Regions from separate parts of the Mus musculus genome. Here all the other regions are linked to region 3. Evidence: chromatin contacts called from public Hi-C data. All regions are on one chromosome and are shown on one strand. Each heading gives the region's core, a stretch centred on a gene start, on an enhancer-like site or on the middle of the called end of the contact. The rest is flanking DNA. Distances are from core to core; before and after follow the strand shown. Region 1 has its middle 60 kb from the start of Gm30474. Region 2 has its middle 16 kb from the start of Gm30695. Region 3 has its middle 43 kb from the start of Gm30224.

Region 1 (2,700 bases), core at 179-2,678, 520 kb before region 3:
CCCCCAATGGAGGAGCTAGAGAAAGTACCCAAGGAGCTAAAGGGATCTGCAACCCTATAGGTGCAACAACAATATGAACTAACCAGTACCCCTGGAGCTCGTGTCTCTAGCTGCATATGTAGCAGAAGATGGCCTAGTCCGCCATCTGTGGAAAGAGAGGCCCATTGGTCTTGCAAACTTTATATGCCTTAGTACAGGGGAATGCCAGGGCCAAGAAGTGGGAGTGGGTGGGTAGGGGAATGGCAGGGGGAGGGTATAGGGGAAGTTGGGATAGCATTGGAAATGTAAATGAAGAAAATACCTAATAAAAAATAAGAATAAAAAAATAGAGTACTGGAGTCCCTGTGAAACTGGATCCTGTCACTGGGATCAGTAGAGTGGTTTGAACCGGGATCCAGGAAGTATATGTGTTGACACCTTAACCCTAATTCCTGTTCATGGACCTCAGAGGATTGGAGGTGGCTAAGCTTGGCTATGGTTATCAGGGTGACATCCATGGGAGACTTGAGGGGTTTTGGAAGAGCAGATGAGAGAAGAAGTGGACACTTTCTAGCTCCATGCTACACCACACACTTCATTATGACTACTTAACATGAAGCCCTCATTGGACACCAAGCAGAGACCAGGCCCTGGTTCATACTCTTGGACCTCTCAGGCCCCCATGAGCTAAATAAACTTCTCTCCTTTATAAATTACTCAGCCTTTACCTTTTGTTCTTAAATCAACGGAAAGTAGCCAAAGGTCAGAAACATGGCCAGGACCCACCCAAAGGATTTGGTCCCTTTGAAGACTGCAGTTTAACACAACTGTCACTGCCAACTCCTTCCTAAATTACGTTCTTCATCCACCCGGTACCCAGGGCACTCAGCATGATCTGCAGTGGAAGGGAACAGCTCGTAAGAAAGGATGCGGCATCTCCCTGAACAGCTCTATTTAACAGTACCATTGCGGGCCGGAGAGGTGGCTCAGGGGTTAAGAGCACTTGCTCCTCTTCCAGGGGACCTGGGTTCAATTCCTAGCACCCACACAGAGGCTCACAACTGTCTTTAACTCCAGCCCTAGGGGATCTGATGCCTTCTTCTGTCCCCTACTACCCACACATAGACATCCGTGCAGGCAAATATTCACACATATTAAAAATAATTTTTAAAGTAACATAGCATAAGAGTTTTACTAGTTTTCAGACTAAATTCCACAATTTTAAGGTTCTGTCTGAGGTAACAAGAGGCTGTCCTGCCGGTGACACAGGCTTAACTGCCTGCTTAAGCCAGCCTTGGAATCAGCATGGTCCTGTGGCTCTGTAAAGGGCCACACTGGGGACAGCGAGGGAGCACAGAGTCTGTTTTGCCTGCTCACTTCTCTGAGGAGAGACTCCAGAGATCTGCCTGCAAAGACACATTCCTGCCATAGCCTGGGTGCGCTTGCCCTTTAAGGCGGGACTGGATCCAGCGTGAATCGCAGACTGTGCCGAAGACCTTGTCCAGTATAAGCAGAGCAGGCCTGGAGTTTTAGTATTTGGGTGTTCCAAGGCAACATTTTGCTGAGAAGTATTAAAGTGTAACCAAATCTTACAGAGAACACACTGTTCCTGCAATATTTCCAGGGCATCTGATCAATGGGGGATATGAGAAAGAGAAATAAACAAAAAATAAAAAATAAAAAAAAGACAGAGAACGGAGCAGGCAAGCGTGCTCACAGGAAACCAAGCAGAGCAGAGGAAATGATTCTCAAAGTAAATACAGATAGCCGAGGAGAGAAAGCTATGTCTGTCTGTCTTGCTCTGAGCCTGGGTCAGGCTACGGGAGTCTGGTGGGGCTATGCTGGGGATTTTTATCTGGAGCCTCCTCTCTCCATAAGCTCAGCTGTCAGAGGCAATGCCAGGAGCAGCCAAGACAAAACCCAGTCAGGGAAGGAGGTACGGTTGCAGGATAAAACAGTATGGGAGCTGAGGGCTGGCTGCCAGCAGGCCAGGCATCCCTGAGACCCAGCAGGAATTTTACTTGAAAGAAAGCAGGGCTCTTGGTGAAGGGTGTGGATCCGATCATTGATGTGAACTCAGGGGACTCACCCAAGAGGACTCACCCAAGAGGACTCACCCAAGAGAACTCTGTGGCTTAAGTCTTGTCAGTGCTAGAATAGTTTCCTACTCACTGGGCCCCAGAACACACAGAATACCTTCTGGTATCAGGGACATGTGTAGAACATGACACCTACAGAGGGCGGGCTCTCGTCCTCAACAGCATTGACACAGGGTCACATTGTTCCTGGCTGTGGGACAGTCATGGGGATTTTTATGGCAGTGGGCAGCAGCCATGGCTTCTTCACAGATACTAATAATACTTCCCCTATAGTGTCCCCCCCCAACCCCGACCCCCAATGAGTTTAGACGTTGTCCCTGGGGATTGGTAGGAATGGTCACAATCACCACTGGTTGAGAAACCATGCTACAGATGAAGGAACCTCAACCCAGAAAACACACATGGTACCTCTGAGGCTGTGCAGGGAGAAGCTGCGAAACCAGATCCTCAGAGAACCGGATCTATCTGGAGCTTTTGTCTTGCAACAGAAAAAGACCACCCTGTCCGGTCAGCCCTGAGCAGTCGGGAGCCTGGACTCCACGTCTTCTTTGCTGTCTCTCTGTCAACTCTGTTGCTCCATATCTTTGAGTCTTGATGTATCAAAATGGGTTTTGATGAGAAC
Region 2 (2,700 bases), core at 73-2,572, 990 kb before region 3:
GAATAGTTGCTCGCTTGTTTGTTTGAAAATCTGAATCTGGTTGTTTAACTCCAACCAGTCAGTCCTGTCAGACATTCTCTGGGGGTGGGGATAGTTTAGAGGGATGAGAAATTATCCCAGTGTTATAACACGAAGATATTTTCTGTTGATTAAGTGCACTTTGTACAGTTCTGGCCATGTGGTGGTGACAGTATGGTGGTATCAGGAATGTGGTGGTGGCAGTGGTGTGGTGGCTTGCTTCTTTGTATAACAGGAAGATACTTTGGATGTGGTGACAGAAAATGTTGGCTTGTGGTTCTTTGCCTGTGGTCTTGGGTGTGCATGCCCTGGGCTTTACTGCTGACCAGAAGTCTTGAGGGGACAACTGGCCTGTCAACAAAGCATTTCCTCCTGGCCCATGATCCAGCTTAGTGTAGTGATAGCTTGGGGTTAGGGAGGCCTGTGTGTGGGAGACGGGGAGAAACTGTGCAAGCTGCTACAATATTCGTCCTGACCAGCTGTCTCTGGAGAGGATGCACAGTGATCTGGCTTGTAAATGGTTAGAAGGGAGCCAAGAGGAACATCTAGTCATAATTAGATTCCTGAAGTGGCTCCGGGTAGACAGTAGCGAGGTCAGAAAGTTGGGTATGACAGAGAATGTAAGCACCTGTCCCCACTACCTCGGTGAAGTTACAAAGCAGGTTGCATGGAACTCATTCTATTTTGTCTTTAACCTTATGTTTGGGAATAATCATAGGCTCATAAAAAATTACAAAAAAAAGTGTACAGGGGTGAGTGGGCTTTTCTCTTCTGCTACCGATGCACAGTCTGGGTTCCTTTGCTCCTCTTAGGCTAAAATTGTAAGTAAGCAAACAGTGGCGGTGGGACTTCTGGGTCTCTTTGTCCCAGATGTAGGCTGGACTAACAGACCCAGAGGCATATAGCTCTGAGTTCCAGATCTGGGTCCCCACGACTGGGCATATAGTCCCAAGCTCCCCACAAGAGGCGCAGGCTGGGAGGCTTCCTGCCCTGGGCCCAGACAGTGGGACCACCCTCGTGTATGGATCATAGCAGCAGGATTCCGTGGGTCAGGTCATATCTCTTAAGCTCTGGATGTTGGGACCCTTAGCTCATAGCAGCAGCTGGCATCAACTTTTGCTGCTGCCTCTTAACTTTAACTCTTTGCAGCCTTCCCTCATCCAAGGCCTGACTCTGCATTGTCTCAGCTTCCCCTTTCAGCCCAGCTGCCTCTGCTCCCTGCAGTTCCTGCCCTCCCCACCCCCCCAGTTGCTCTCTGCTGCTGAGCTTGCTACCAGTCATCGGTTACAGCAGCCTCTTCTTACCATCTCCACCCACTCTACCCAGGAGCAGAATTAGGCAACAGCAGATCACTCTAGATACACGCACAGGTGCCCATGTACGTACATGCATGCCTGCATATTCACATACACACATGCATGCACATACAGGCACATTCATGTTCACACACACACACACACACTTTTTCTCACAGTTTTTGGTAGTATTTTAAGGTTTCTCAGTAGTGACAACTGTAAAGTTTTATCTCTACTATGGAATGTACAGCCATGCCCCTTTCTAGGCTGATTTTTTCCCCCAAATTCCCTCTCTGTTTTTGGTTTATGGAAGCCAAACATATCTTAGAATTAATGGGTCCTGATGGCCGACCACAAATGGAACTTACGAGGATGTTATTAACATGTGCCAGCAATTTAGCTACAGAAAGGGAATTAGCAATCAACTCCTTTCTATCGCCAGCAATTAGAAGTGATTGACCTCAAACCGAGGCCTGAGAAGGGAGGAAGTCTTGAAAGCTGCCCATGTATGATGAGACTCTAAGACATCTTTTTAATTGGGATGCTTCCTGCCTTTGGTTGCAGAGGGCAGCTTGGGCAAGCCACACGGAGAGTTAGAATGCATAGGGCTTGCTCACGTGGCCCGGTGATATGATCTAACTTGGAATTCCTATGGCTGAAGTAAAGAGAGGCACAGTTAGATTTATGTTCCCTGTTGAGCCCAAGACATGGTATCCAGGCAACTCAAGCTGAACGCACACAAGATAGCGACCCTACCCCGCCTACTTGGTAAACTCCATGCAGGTGGTGGAAATAATACCTTGATAAATACGGCTGGTCACCTAGGACATTTTCCTTATATCAACATTTACCATAGGAGGTTCTCATGTCTTTGGATTTCACCAAGCAAACAACGCATCTCAGACCAGAAAGAGAAGCAAAGCTTTGCCAGGAAATGCTTGGCAGTAGTTGGCCTAACAACTGACTTGCACTGCTCGGCTATCCATGATCATTGGTCAGGGTGTTTGTAAGAGATAGCCTTGGGTTGGGGAGCACTGGCAGGCAGTCTTGAGTTGGGGAGCACAGGCAGTCTTGGGTTGGGGAGCACTGGCAGGCAGTCTTGGATTGGGGAGCACTGGCAGGCAGTCTTGGGCTGGGGAGCACAGGCAGTCTTGGGCTGGGGAGCACAGGGAGTCTTGGGTTGGGGAGCACTGGCAGGCAGTCTTGGATTGAGGAGCACGGGAAGGCAATCTTGGGTTGGGGAGCATGGGTTCCTCAGAAGCTCTGCCTTTCATTTGCTGCAGTGTTGTGTCTCTTGTTAGCATTCATAACACAGTGTTCCGCAGCACTGAGCCTCTCAGCACAGAGGCAATGGTTCCACTTCAGTTGCTGTTTGATGACCTGAAAA
Region 3 (2,700 bases), core at 125-2,624:
GCCACTGCTGGCCTCTCCAAGAAACACATTTTGAGAATATTCGCCACGACCCATGGTCATCAGCTATGACCAGATAAGAGACTAGGGATACGTAATCCAAGCCCTCAAAAGACCCTTGAGTCATCCTCGGTGATAAGATCTTAGGTGACTCAGAACGACGACCACTGTTCACATCATGGAGCTCAATTCTAGTTGTTGCTGGGCCCCAAGGAAGAACTGAGTACAAGGGAAAGAAACAGAGACCAGATAACACACCAATGCGGAAAGCTGACTTGAAGAAAGCCAGGCCAGTTTGCATGGGGAACTGGAGCCTAGCCTAAGCTGGGATGACATCCTGAGGTCCAGGCTCTGAGGGACACTAACTCCGTAAGAAGGAACTGTGTCACCCTCCATACATCCCAGTATTAGATCCATCTCAATGCCACGTGGTCCTTCCTGGCCTCCTGGATGCCTTCAGATACTTTCCCAGAAAGGAGTATCTACCGTGCTCATTAGCATCACCAAGCAGGAGGTGTCTCTTCCTAAAAGGATCTCCACCTGTGACAAGCACATGAGGACACATCAGTTCCCAGACATCTTCATGGGAGAAGATTTACTAAGCTAGTTCTCTTGTCTCAAAATAAAAAGCCAATAATGAAATGTCTACCTTCAGAGATGGTGATGGGAAACCATGTTCCATGTGGTAATCTTTAGGGGGTGATGATACAAAAGCAAGCCTGCCTGGCAGGGGAGGACAACGACCCTGATGTCATGGACAAGACTAGAATTATAGATAGCAGAGGCTGGGGGCACTGGAGAGAGAGGATGATAACCAGTCAGTTCTGCAAGTTAGAGCTGGGAAGGCAGAATACAAATACGTCCTGGTCCTTTGATACACAGCAAGGAGATCGGAAACAGCACCACATCAGACACACCTCACACCTGGAAGAAATGGTTTGGATTATTCTCATCAAAAAGAAGAGAAATACCCTAATTTGATTATTACTCAACATATAAAATGTATCAAGCCTATAAAGATAGGTCCAATTATGTATCTATTAAAAATAAAATTCTTAGAAGGTAGAACTTCAACACTTTGGGACTGACATTCAATGTGTTTCATAGAGGACCCATTTGTCACTGTTGAGTCAGAATTGTCAGGTTCTAACCCCTCGGCTGCCTTCCAGCTCTGCCAGCCCCTGAGACCAAGCCTTGGGACCTCTGGGGACACTGACAACCAAGAACTGAAAGCTCAGGTTCATAAGGAGCATCCCCAGGGATGGAGCACAGCACCTGACTGTGAGAGACCAGAGCTGAAAAGTACAGGCAGGGTAATTCAGTCTGCTGGGCACGTCTCTTCTCTTTCCTGGGTCTTGTAAACGTTTCTCAGCTGAAGCTATTCAGAAAATGAGTGACTAAGGAGACAACCATCAACACACTAGACATTTCCTCTGCCCTTCCTCTTCTGAGTCTCCCAGAATTCTGGCTGCTTCAGGGAGCTGAGTTTCTCTTCAGATCTGCAGTCACCTATAATGGTGGCTCACTATCTGGAAGATAAGAGAGAGAGCAGCTGAGGTTCAGACGGCAGAAATACGGCTTGTGCCTTGCTCGGCTCGTCTTGCTCGGCTCGTCTTGCTCGGCTCGTCACGCGTATTATCTGCTGGAGGAAGTGACTCAGACTGGATGTGAGTGCCCTGTGCTTCGTTATGGCTTCTGAAGTGATCTGGACTCAGACAAGACCCCTTCCCAGGCTCTTTTGAGGGACTTCTTTTGGGGAGGGATGAGAAGCACCCAGGACGGTTACTGTTAAAATTATTTGGGAGTTGTGTAGCCCTCCGCAATACTGCTCTGTTCAGAGTCAAAATGATTTCATTTCCATTTCTTCTCTCAAAGTCAAAATAACAGGTGAGGGACTTGGAGAGGAAAGGAGGCTAGTTCTCCATCCAACCAGCACTGACCCAACTCCCAGCCTACCAGGCCCTGGTCAGCATACGGTGGCCTATTTCCTTAACATTTCAACGGTTGCACAAATTCTTAACACCACCACCACCATCCATCCATCCACCCCACAAATTTTGTGTTCACTGTGTCCGATGCAAAAACTAAGCACAGTGTCTTGGGAGAAAGCCTGATAAACGCTTTTGCCCGTTTTTCATGTTTTCCTGTATTTTCATGAACATCTTTATCAGAGTTCCAAGAGCTGAGCGGGGTGTTGGGGGAAGAGGTGGGGGGGGGATCTTTTACAGATGAGCAAACTAAGATTCAACAAAATTAAATAACTCGCCGGAGGCTACACAGCTCTTTCCCCAGTCATCTTGAGTCACAATTAACTGTCTGGATCCCAGAAAGAAATTGCAGACCAACCACTCGACTACGGGAAATGAGCCGTCTAGAGGTGGCTGCCCTTAAAGGAATGTGGACGGCTGTCTGGGAGCTTCAGCACCCGTAGTGACCACACTCGGGTACCTCCAACCACTCACAGCTCTGGGAGTGTTTAAAAGGACGAAAGGCTTATTCCAAGTAAGCCTTTTATTATCTGAAAGTTCAGAGAGCACGCTAAATACTGCTGGCCAACTGTTTATGAGCACGAACCATCCAAGTTAATCCAAAATGTTCTGCATCTCTGCTTGGGTCAGTGCAAGACACTGCCAAAAGAGACTGGCATTGACCATTGAACCAGAGCCTGTCTCTAACAGAGTTTAAAACAGCCATTGTGCGCAC

What was found. A called contact is a pair of places that touch in the nucleus more often than the background predicts.
Region 1: a Hi-C map of the N1E-115 cell line shows a contact between it and region 3, with 2.4 times the contacts expected there. The contact joins two enhancer-like sites. A contact is called at or near these places in 2 of 484 Hi-C or Micro-C datasets (the N1E-115 cell line and bone marrow-derived macrophages) and 1 of 115 datasets of contacts at active chromatin or transcription factors (astrocytes).
Region 2: a contact with region 3 is called in a Hi-C map of bone marrow-derived macrophages, with 20 read pairs. The contact joins two enhancer-like sites. A contact is called at or near these places in 1 of 39 promoter capture datasets (the 3T3-L1 cell line), 3 of 15 datasets of contacts at CTCF or cohesin (embryonic stem cells, large pre-B cells and pro-B cells), 82 of 484 Hi-C or Micro-C datasets (the AML12 cell line, the C3H10T1/2 cell line, CD4 T cells and 48 more), 12 of 115 datasets of contacts at active chromatin or transcription factors (Th17 cells, astrocytes, bone marrow-derived dendritic cells and 8 more) and 2 of 9 other capture datasets (embryonic stem cells and embryonic tail).

What each region holds. Positions count from the first base shown.
Region 1 is chr16:93,071,094-93,073,793 of GRCm38.p6, reverse strand. No RefSeq gene overlaps it. Among named protein-coding and RNA genes, the nearest start is that of Gm30474, 60 kb to the left of the region's middle. Within about 2 kb of position 1,428, at least 53 of the 459 cell types and tissues checked have an H3K27ac peak or open chromatin away from gene starts, as enhancers often do. A contact at or near this core is called in the N1E-115 cell line, where this site is marked.
Region 2 is chr16:93,545,898-93,548,597 of GRCm38.p6, reverse strand. No RefSeq gene overlaps it. Among named protein-coding and RNA genes, the nearest start is that of Gm30695, 16 kb to the right of the region's middle. Within about 2 kb of position 1,322, at least 22 of the 459 cell types and tissues checked have an H3K27ac peak or open chromatin away from gene starts, as enhancers often do. A contact at or near this core is called in bone marrow-derived macrophages, where this site is marked.
Region 3 is chr16:92,551,930-92,554,629 of GRCm38.p6, reverse strand. No RefSeq gene overlaps it. Among named protein-coding and RNA genes, the nearest start is that of Gm30224, 43 kb to the left of the region's middle. Within about 2 kb of position 1,374, at least 31 of the 459 cell types and tissues checked have an H3K27ac peak or open chromatin away from gene starts, as enhancers often do. A contact at or near this core is called in the N1E-115 cell line and bone marrow-derived macrophages, where this site is marked.